Regions from separate parts of the Mus musculus genome. Here region 1 is linked to region 2. The links are chromatin contacts, called in public promoter capture Hi-C maps. All regions are on one chromosome and are shown on one strand. The core of a region is the stretch at or near the end of the contact, and the rest is flanking DNA. Distances in the headings are between cores, read along the strand shown. Region 1 overlaps Phldb1 (pleckstrin homology like domain, family B, member 1). Region 2 holds the start of C2cd2l (C2 calcium-dependent domain containing 2-like).

The links. Promoter capture Hi-C pulls out the DNA fragments that hold promoters and counts their contacts.
Region 1: a promoter capture Hi-C map of liver shows a contact between it and region 2. The contact joins the enhancer-like site here to the promoter of C2cd2l in region 2. A contact is called at or near these places in 3 of 39 promoter capture datasets (the C10 cell line, cranial neural crest and liver), 1 of 484 Hi-C or Micro-C datasets (embryonic fibroblasts), 1 of 115 datasets of contacts at active chromatin or transcription factors (pancreatic cancer cells) and 3 of 9 other capture datasets (adipose tissue, liver and pancreatic islet).

The regions. Positions count from the first base shown.
Region 1 is chr9:44,716,399-44,719,843 of GRCm38.p6, reverse strand. It overlaps Phldb1 (pleckstrin homology like domain, family B, member 1), which reads left to right. Exons shown (of 22, transcript NM_153537.4): 5 at 1,445-1,570; 6 at 3,179-3,445. Among named protein-coding and RNA genes, the nearest start is that of Phldb1, 17 kb to the left of the region's middle. Within about 2 kb of position 1,658, at least 28 of the 459 cell types and tissues checked have an H3K27ac peak or open chromatin away from gene starts, as enhancers often do. A contact at or near this core is called in adipose tissue and liver, where this site is marked.
Region 2 is chr9:44,318,360-44,321,723 of GRCm38.p6, reverse strand. It overlaps C2cd2l (C2 calcium-dependent domain containing 2-like), which reads left to right and starts at 1,442. Exons shown (of 14, transcript NM_027909.2): 1 at 1,442-2,189. The coding sequence starts at 1,836.

The sequences.
Region 1 (3,445 bases), core at 409-2,908, 400 kb before region 2:
AGTGTCAGCCTCTCAGGGTCCAGGGTCCCAAGACCAGACCTCTGAGCTCAAGAGGGGTCCTGTCAAAATACCCCCTTGCCCTGGGATGCCCCTTGCCCTTGTAGCCTCCCTGAGCTGAAACTGCCTCAACGTCCTGGAATGTAGACTTCCCTGCCAGTCTTATTCCAGACTGGCGTGAGGCACCGGGCGCTGTGTAGCACCACATTGGGTAGCCAAGAGGTAGGGGCCGGGAGTGTGGACAAATTGGAAGGCTATGTAGTAGAGAGCCCTAGGGGCTCTGGCTTCTTTCCGTATAGCATCTTCGGCAGGAGCCTGGAACACCTGGCATAGCCAGAAGGAGGAATTCTGCCAGCCAGGCTTAGGCGCCTGTGGGCACACCTGCTGCTGCGCACACTCCCAAGCCCCTGGCTACATTTTCTGGCTCCTACATACCCACCTCTTTCTATGCACTCGTACTTCCTGGGCAGGACTGGGCTTGCATCTTTTGCCTGGGAATGTGCTTGGCCTTAACGAGCCCAGTGGCGGAGAACTGGCTAGAGTCTATGGGAGACCAAGATATAGCCAGGGGATGCCTTGCCTGAAAAAGAGTTTGTTCCCTAGATGCTCAGAGAGGGTGGTAACCCTCCTGAAGTCATACCATGGAAAGCGATCAGACTAGATGCTGAGCCCCACCCGTGCACCTGACTTATCTCTGGGGTTTTACTTGTTCCATATCTTACAGGGGTTTTTTTGTGTGTGACTCTGGAAGATACTGCCTCTAAAACTAACACTTTTACCCAAGAGGCAATTCGGTGAATCACCGGTACACATCACATTGATATTGGATGTTCATTTTTTCCTTTTTAAAATGTATTTATTTTATGTTTTGCTTGCTTGTTTTATGAGTGCCTGTATGTCAGGGCACCACATGAATACCTAGTGCACTCAGAAATTAGAAGGCATCACAGCTCATGGAACTGGAGGTTCAGATGGTTTAGAGCCACCTTGTAGGTCCTGGGTACCAAGAACCGCAAGTCCTCTTACCCACTGCCATCTCTGAGCGTTCTTTTTTTTTTTTTTTTTTTTCCCACTTCTGGAGCATTTTCACATATACGGTCTTATTAACCCCGGGAGATCTAGTAGTATCAAGTGTCCCATTTTCTGGGAGAGAACTAGCTTAGAGGTGTGGTGACATCACCTGAAGATTTCATAGCTAGTAAATAGGACTCCAATTTGGGGAACTTCCTTGGCAGTGACCAGTCCTATTCTGACTTGTGCCTCGGAACCCATCTCAGGACTCTCCATCTGAAATGCAAAGAGAGGCAGGCCAGGTAAGCACTGTGTGCACACCATGTGAGTGCAGGCAGGGATGGCTCTTGAGAGCTTGAGGGTAAGCTTGCTAGGATTGGTGACTGGGGTAGCTTCATCCCTGCCTGCACTTTCTAAGTGAGTGCTTTCTCTGTAGGCTGCATGTTGTGTCTGGGTCAATCCACCTTCCTGCGCTTTAACCATCCAGCCGAAGCCAAGTGGATGAAAAGTATGATTCCAGCAGGGGTCCGGGCCCCAGGGCCCACCTACAACCCTGGCTCTGGTAAGTAGCCAGCTGGGGCAGGTGGCTGGGTAAGTGGCACCCCTTGGACATGTGTCCTTGCCTGTTCCAACCACTCTCAGAGTGTTAGGGTAGGACAATCCCGATGGTCTGGGCTCACTGCCACCTGCCACGGGCTGGTAGAGAATGCTAGGCCATAGGGCCACTGGAGAAGATCCAAGGCATTGCTGCTTGGCTCAAACTGGGAAGTCACGTGCCTTGAGGGCACATACAAAGTTCTGTTAGCTTGGAACCCCGCTGCCTCGAAAGATGCCACTCATTGTATGGGACCCGTGTCATCTCAGGAGTGCCTCATGTGACCTTGGTAGCTTCTGGGGTGGGGCGGGTCCCACCTGCTGGTGATCGTGTCCACAGGCCCTCCTCGACCCTCAGGCCATGCCATGCTGACCGATGACTCAGAGAGCAGCTGCAGCCAGCTGCAGCCTGTGTGTGAATTATTGATCCCTAGAAGAGAATTGGTGATTGTTCTAGGAATCGACACAGGCCCCTCAGGAGGCTGCCAAGGGGGGCAGGGTGCAGATGGGGAAGCTAGCTAGTTGTGGATGCTGTCCTAGGCTCCTCCACAATGACGGTCAGATGACTGTGGGCCTAGAGGGCCAAGGCTGGTTCTGTGGCAGGTGAGCACGTACGTCAAGTTCCCTTGATGGAGTGGTTATTAGTGACCTATGCAGTCTGGTGACTTCAGGAAAGGCAGGTGGTCACTGGAAACACATGGGGCCCCCCTCTGACTAGGACCCAAACACAGCCTTGCAAACCCATTCTTTTCTTCACTCCCCACACCTATGACTTCCAGTCCCCTGGGGACTCATTTGCCCTAACCCAATTTGGGTCATGTCACTCCTTTAGCTGTTCATTGGTTCTGAGGATTCTGAACTCTTGGATGGTTGACAGGGGCTAGGGCCAGGCAAATGCCAGCTCTTGCTGGTGTGGCTTAATGGAATAATTGGAGACATGAAACTGCACCTCAAGGCTCCTCAGCCAGGCTTCCAGGCACAAGCGGTTAGCTGATCCTTCTCTTGTGTTGGATCAGATAAGCTGGTACCACATCCTCTGCTCATACAGCCCTGGAGCCCCACCCCCACCCCCAGCCTCTGACTGGTATATTGAAAGGCTCTGCTGTCCCTTAGACTGAGAAGCCGTGGAACTTCTGGCCAGCTCCACAGTAGGTCCACATCTCTTTTGTAGTGTGCCTACTTGCTCTTCCTAAAAGAGAGGCACAGAAAGTTGGGAAAACCAAGGCAAGGAGGACCATCTTGCTGGAGCGAGTTAGAAATGACTAGACCTAGAAGTACGTACCTGGTACTGTTGCTGACTCTGTCCTGAGTCATTCAGAGTTAGAGCCAGGGAGGCCTTGCCTACCATTTCCCTTTATAGAAGGGGAACCCAGGGCAAGAGAGTTTGAATAAAGCTGTAGAACAGGTAGGTCAGTGGCAGAGTGGGTTGAACTCAGCTCTCCTGGCTCCTTCTCCAGAGCCCTCGAGGCCCCGTTGCCCTAGGATGAGGTAGGATGGTACTTTCTTGCTTGTGCATGTATATGGCTCCCTGGAGCCAAAAACTGGAGCTTGAGGCCTCTTTGCGTTTCTCCCTCAGCTGAATCGGAGAGCCTGGTCAATGGGAACCACACAGCACAACCTGCAACCCGGGCACCGTCAGCCTGTGCCAGCCACAGTTCCCTGGTGAGCTCTATTGAAAAGGACCTGCAGGAAATCATGGATTCATTGGTGCTAGAGGAGCCTGGAGCTGCAGGCAAGAAGCCTGCTGCCACATCCCCATTGTCGCCAATGGCTAACGGCGGGCGCTACCTGTTGTCCCCTCCAACCAGCCCCGGTGCCATGTCTGTGGGCTCCAGCTATGAGA
Region 2 (3,364 bases), core at 193-2,692:
TTTCTCCTAGGTTATATCCCAGCGTTCTCTCCTTCCTTGGCTCCATGTCTTCTGTTCCTAGATTAATGATGGAGATTCTAGTGATCTCCATTAGTTTTGGAGCTCGCTGTGGATGGTTAGGGTCACAGCAATGTTGCCTCACAATCTCACCTCTGTCTATCACCCCTTGCAGTAAAATCAGGCTATCTCAAGCTACATACCCTTTCCTCTTCTAGATCAGACAGCTCTGTTGCTGACAGCCATTTTTTTTTTTTTTTACCTACCCCTAGACCTTATATTGTTTACTCTCATGGGCTTGTTCCTTAGACAAATGGATTTGAAAGATATTTAACATCACATCCTATCTTGTGCGCAGAAGAAATTGTGTCAGACACCTCACCATATATATGTCTCTTGAGAAAAGAATTGCCCCTAATCTTTTTTTATAGATACCTTCCCCTGGCCCCAAGAAACAAAGATGAGCTCCAATCTTATGAGGATCTAGAGAAAAGGGTACATCCAGAGGTTGTAAATTGTGCAGTCTTCCTGGAACACCATTTCTTCGGAGTTGGCTGGGATATTACATATTTGGTGTGTGGGATGGGGTTTGGTTGTGATGCGCTCTCACCCAGGCTGGTTTCAAACTCCTTGGCAAAGGTATCACCCTGTTTCAGCCTCCTAAGTAGCTAGGACGACAGTCAGGTGGCACTACACGGGATGCCACATATTTGGATGAGAGACTTTTGACCAAATCTATTGATAGTCCAGTGCTACAATGCTAGCTCCCCTTTTCATTGCCATCCCTTCTACACGTGCTCCACAGGCAGGAGCTGTTACTATGGAAATGTATTATTTTTAAAAACAGACTCAGCCTTGGGCTTGGGAAATATCTCGAGAACAAACCCACGCAAGCAAGGTTAATAGGGGGTTCCTGAATCCTAGCTCCAAGGGGAAGGAGGACGATGGTAGTGTTCTATTCCCAACCTTTATCACGTTAAGCTTCATTTTTCTCGCCGCCGTTGACATTAGCTGGGTTTTGTCAGGCACTTCTATCTGGGAGGGACACCTTACTCCCTCTTCACCCAGTGCCTAGCTAGCTTCAGTCAAGGAGTAAGACCAGAAGCTGCTGAGCCAGGAGGTGTTAAAAGTGAGTGGTGATTTCCACAGGGACTAATTTTTAACCTACAGGCGTCCAACCCATAGAAATCTAAGAAACGTAGGGAGAACCAGGCGTCATCTCAGATAAGTGAAGTTCCCTTGCCTGGTACTGAAGGGGTGCACAGGGATTTCAGGACGGGGCGGAACAGCTAAAGACTCCGCCTATTCTCATCCCGGAATCCTCTACGTGTGCAACTCAACCCTCCCCCACTCCACCCTCCTCTAGCTCTGAGCGGCGGGTTAGCTCAGCCCCGCCCGGTGAGGGCGCGGCTCCTTTAAGGGCGGGTGGGGGCGGGGCGCCGGCGGTGTTGTCAGTGTCAGTTCTGCGCACGCAGCCCTCCCGGAGCCGGTGCCGGCCCGCGAGCCCCGGTATCTCTGCAGGCTGGTCCCTGCCCGGGTCCGGCGGGGCCCCACGCCGTGGGAGGAATCGGGTGATAGCTGGAACCTAGCTGGGGTCACACCGCCGGTGTTAGGGATCCAGATCTCTGGCTACGGAGACAGAGCTCGAGCGTCGCGACCCCGGAGGACCTCTTCTCCATCCGTGGCACCCACTGGTCCTGGAATCTCGGCGGCGCCGGAGAGCCCCGGAGCCCGCGCGCTCAGCCCCGGGGGAGCTCGCCCACGCCCCACGGTCCATCCGGGCCATGCTCCCCCGGGGCAGCGGCTGAACCCGAGCCGGGACCCGAGCCCGCGGGAGCATGGATCCGGACTGGGGGCAGCGGGATGTGGGCTGGGCGGCCCTGCTGGTTCTCTTCGCCGCCTCGCTGATCACGGTATTGGGCTGGATGCTGCAGTATGCCCGGGGTTTGTGGCTGTCGCGAGCCGATGGGGGCCGAGACTCCCGACCTGCCTCAGCTGCTGAGCCCGGGGGTTCACTGCGCGAGCTGGGTGTGTGGCGTTCGCTGCTGCGTTTGCGGGCGACCCGGACCAGCACCCCCGAGGAAGCCGGCGTACGGGGCCTCCTGGCTTCGCTCTTTGCCTTCAAGTCTTTCCGGGAGAACTGGCAACGGGCTTGGGTGCGAGCCTTGAATGAGCAGGCCTGCAGGGACGGGGTGAGTTGCACTGAGCCCCTGTGTCGTCCCTTCAGCTTTGCCTTCTAGGGAAGAGCTTGCTCATGTTAGGAGGGCTGGATTAGAGCTGGGGATCAACTGGAGAACCCTCCAGCTTTCTCTTTCAGATCAGAGAAGAGCGTGCAGGTTAGACTGGGGCTTGTAAAGAAGTCCAGTTATATACCAAATTTTCTATTTTTGTGAGCAAGGTACTCTGGTTCTAAACCCAGCACAAGTTACTGTTCTCATAGCAACGCTAATCCGTGTGCCTTAGGGCACTTCCGCCTAGACTGGCCTGGTTGGGCCAAGGGAGACAGGTGCACCTGCAGAAGGAATTTGCCTGGTCCTCATGCCACCACACCCAGTTAAGATTTCAGGCTCCCAAACCCTGGTGGTCAGGTAGAGCCCCCACGGTAACTGAATCATCTCTCCATATTTTAGTAATTTCACTACTACAGTCCTCCAGGCTGGCCTGCAGTGTAGTGTTAAAGGAAAGTAGTTTAGTTAAAGGGCATATTGATAACCTGCGTCCTTTCTAATGCATGAACTTGGGCTGCCCCTTCAGGGTCGCTCATAAACCAGAGCAGCCAGCCACCTCCACCCGTTGCACCCTGGGCATCTGGCCTCCCAGGAAGTGGGCAGGAATCAGAGTCATGAGACTGAGGTTGGGTGGAAGGCAGAGGTCTCCCATTTCTGGACCATTTCCCTTCCTGGCCATCAGACTATCAGCTCCTTGTGGAAACAGGTCTTTCTCTGTTTCCAGCCATAAGAGCTTGGAGGCTTTGCCCTATTAATCCAGATGCCTAGAGACTGAAGTGGCCCCCAAGAAGTTCTCCTGTTTCCTCTTGTCAGCTGGCCAGCTGAAAGCCAGATGACATCTGTCAGTTTATACATTGACCCTACCCCTCCAACCTGGCTCTTCCTGTACCTTGTCCCTGGGACAGCTGACTCAGCTGGACATTGGCCTCTCCTGCAGGGGGAGGAGAGAGGGGAACTAAGCACTCATCTCCCCAACTGGCATGACTTTTGAAGAAGAAAGCTGCCACCGCAGGGAAGTTTGCTAGGGAAAGTGAATGAGCTCTGTGCATTTTGTTTTCTCTATCTCAAGCCTGCAGGACATACCCAGCCCAGGCTGTGCCCCCTTCCTCAGGTAGTTCTTCTACCCTGCTTTCCACTGC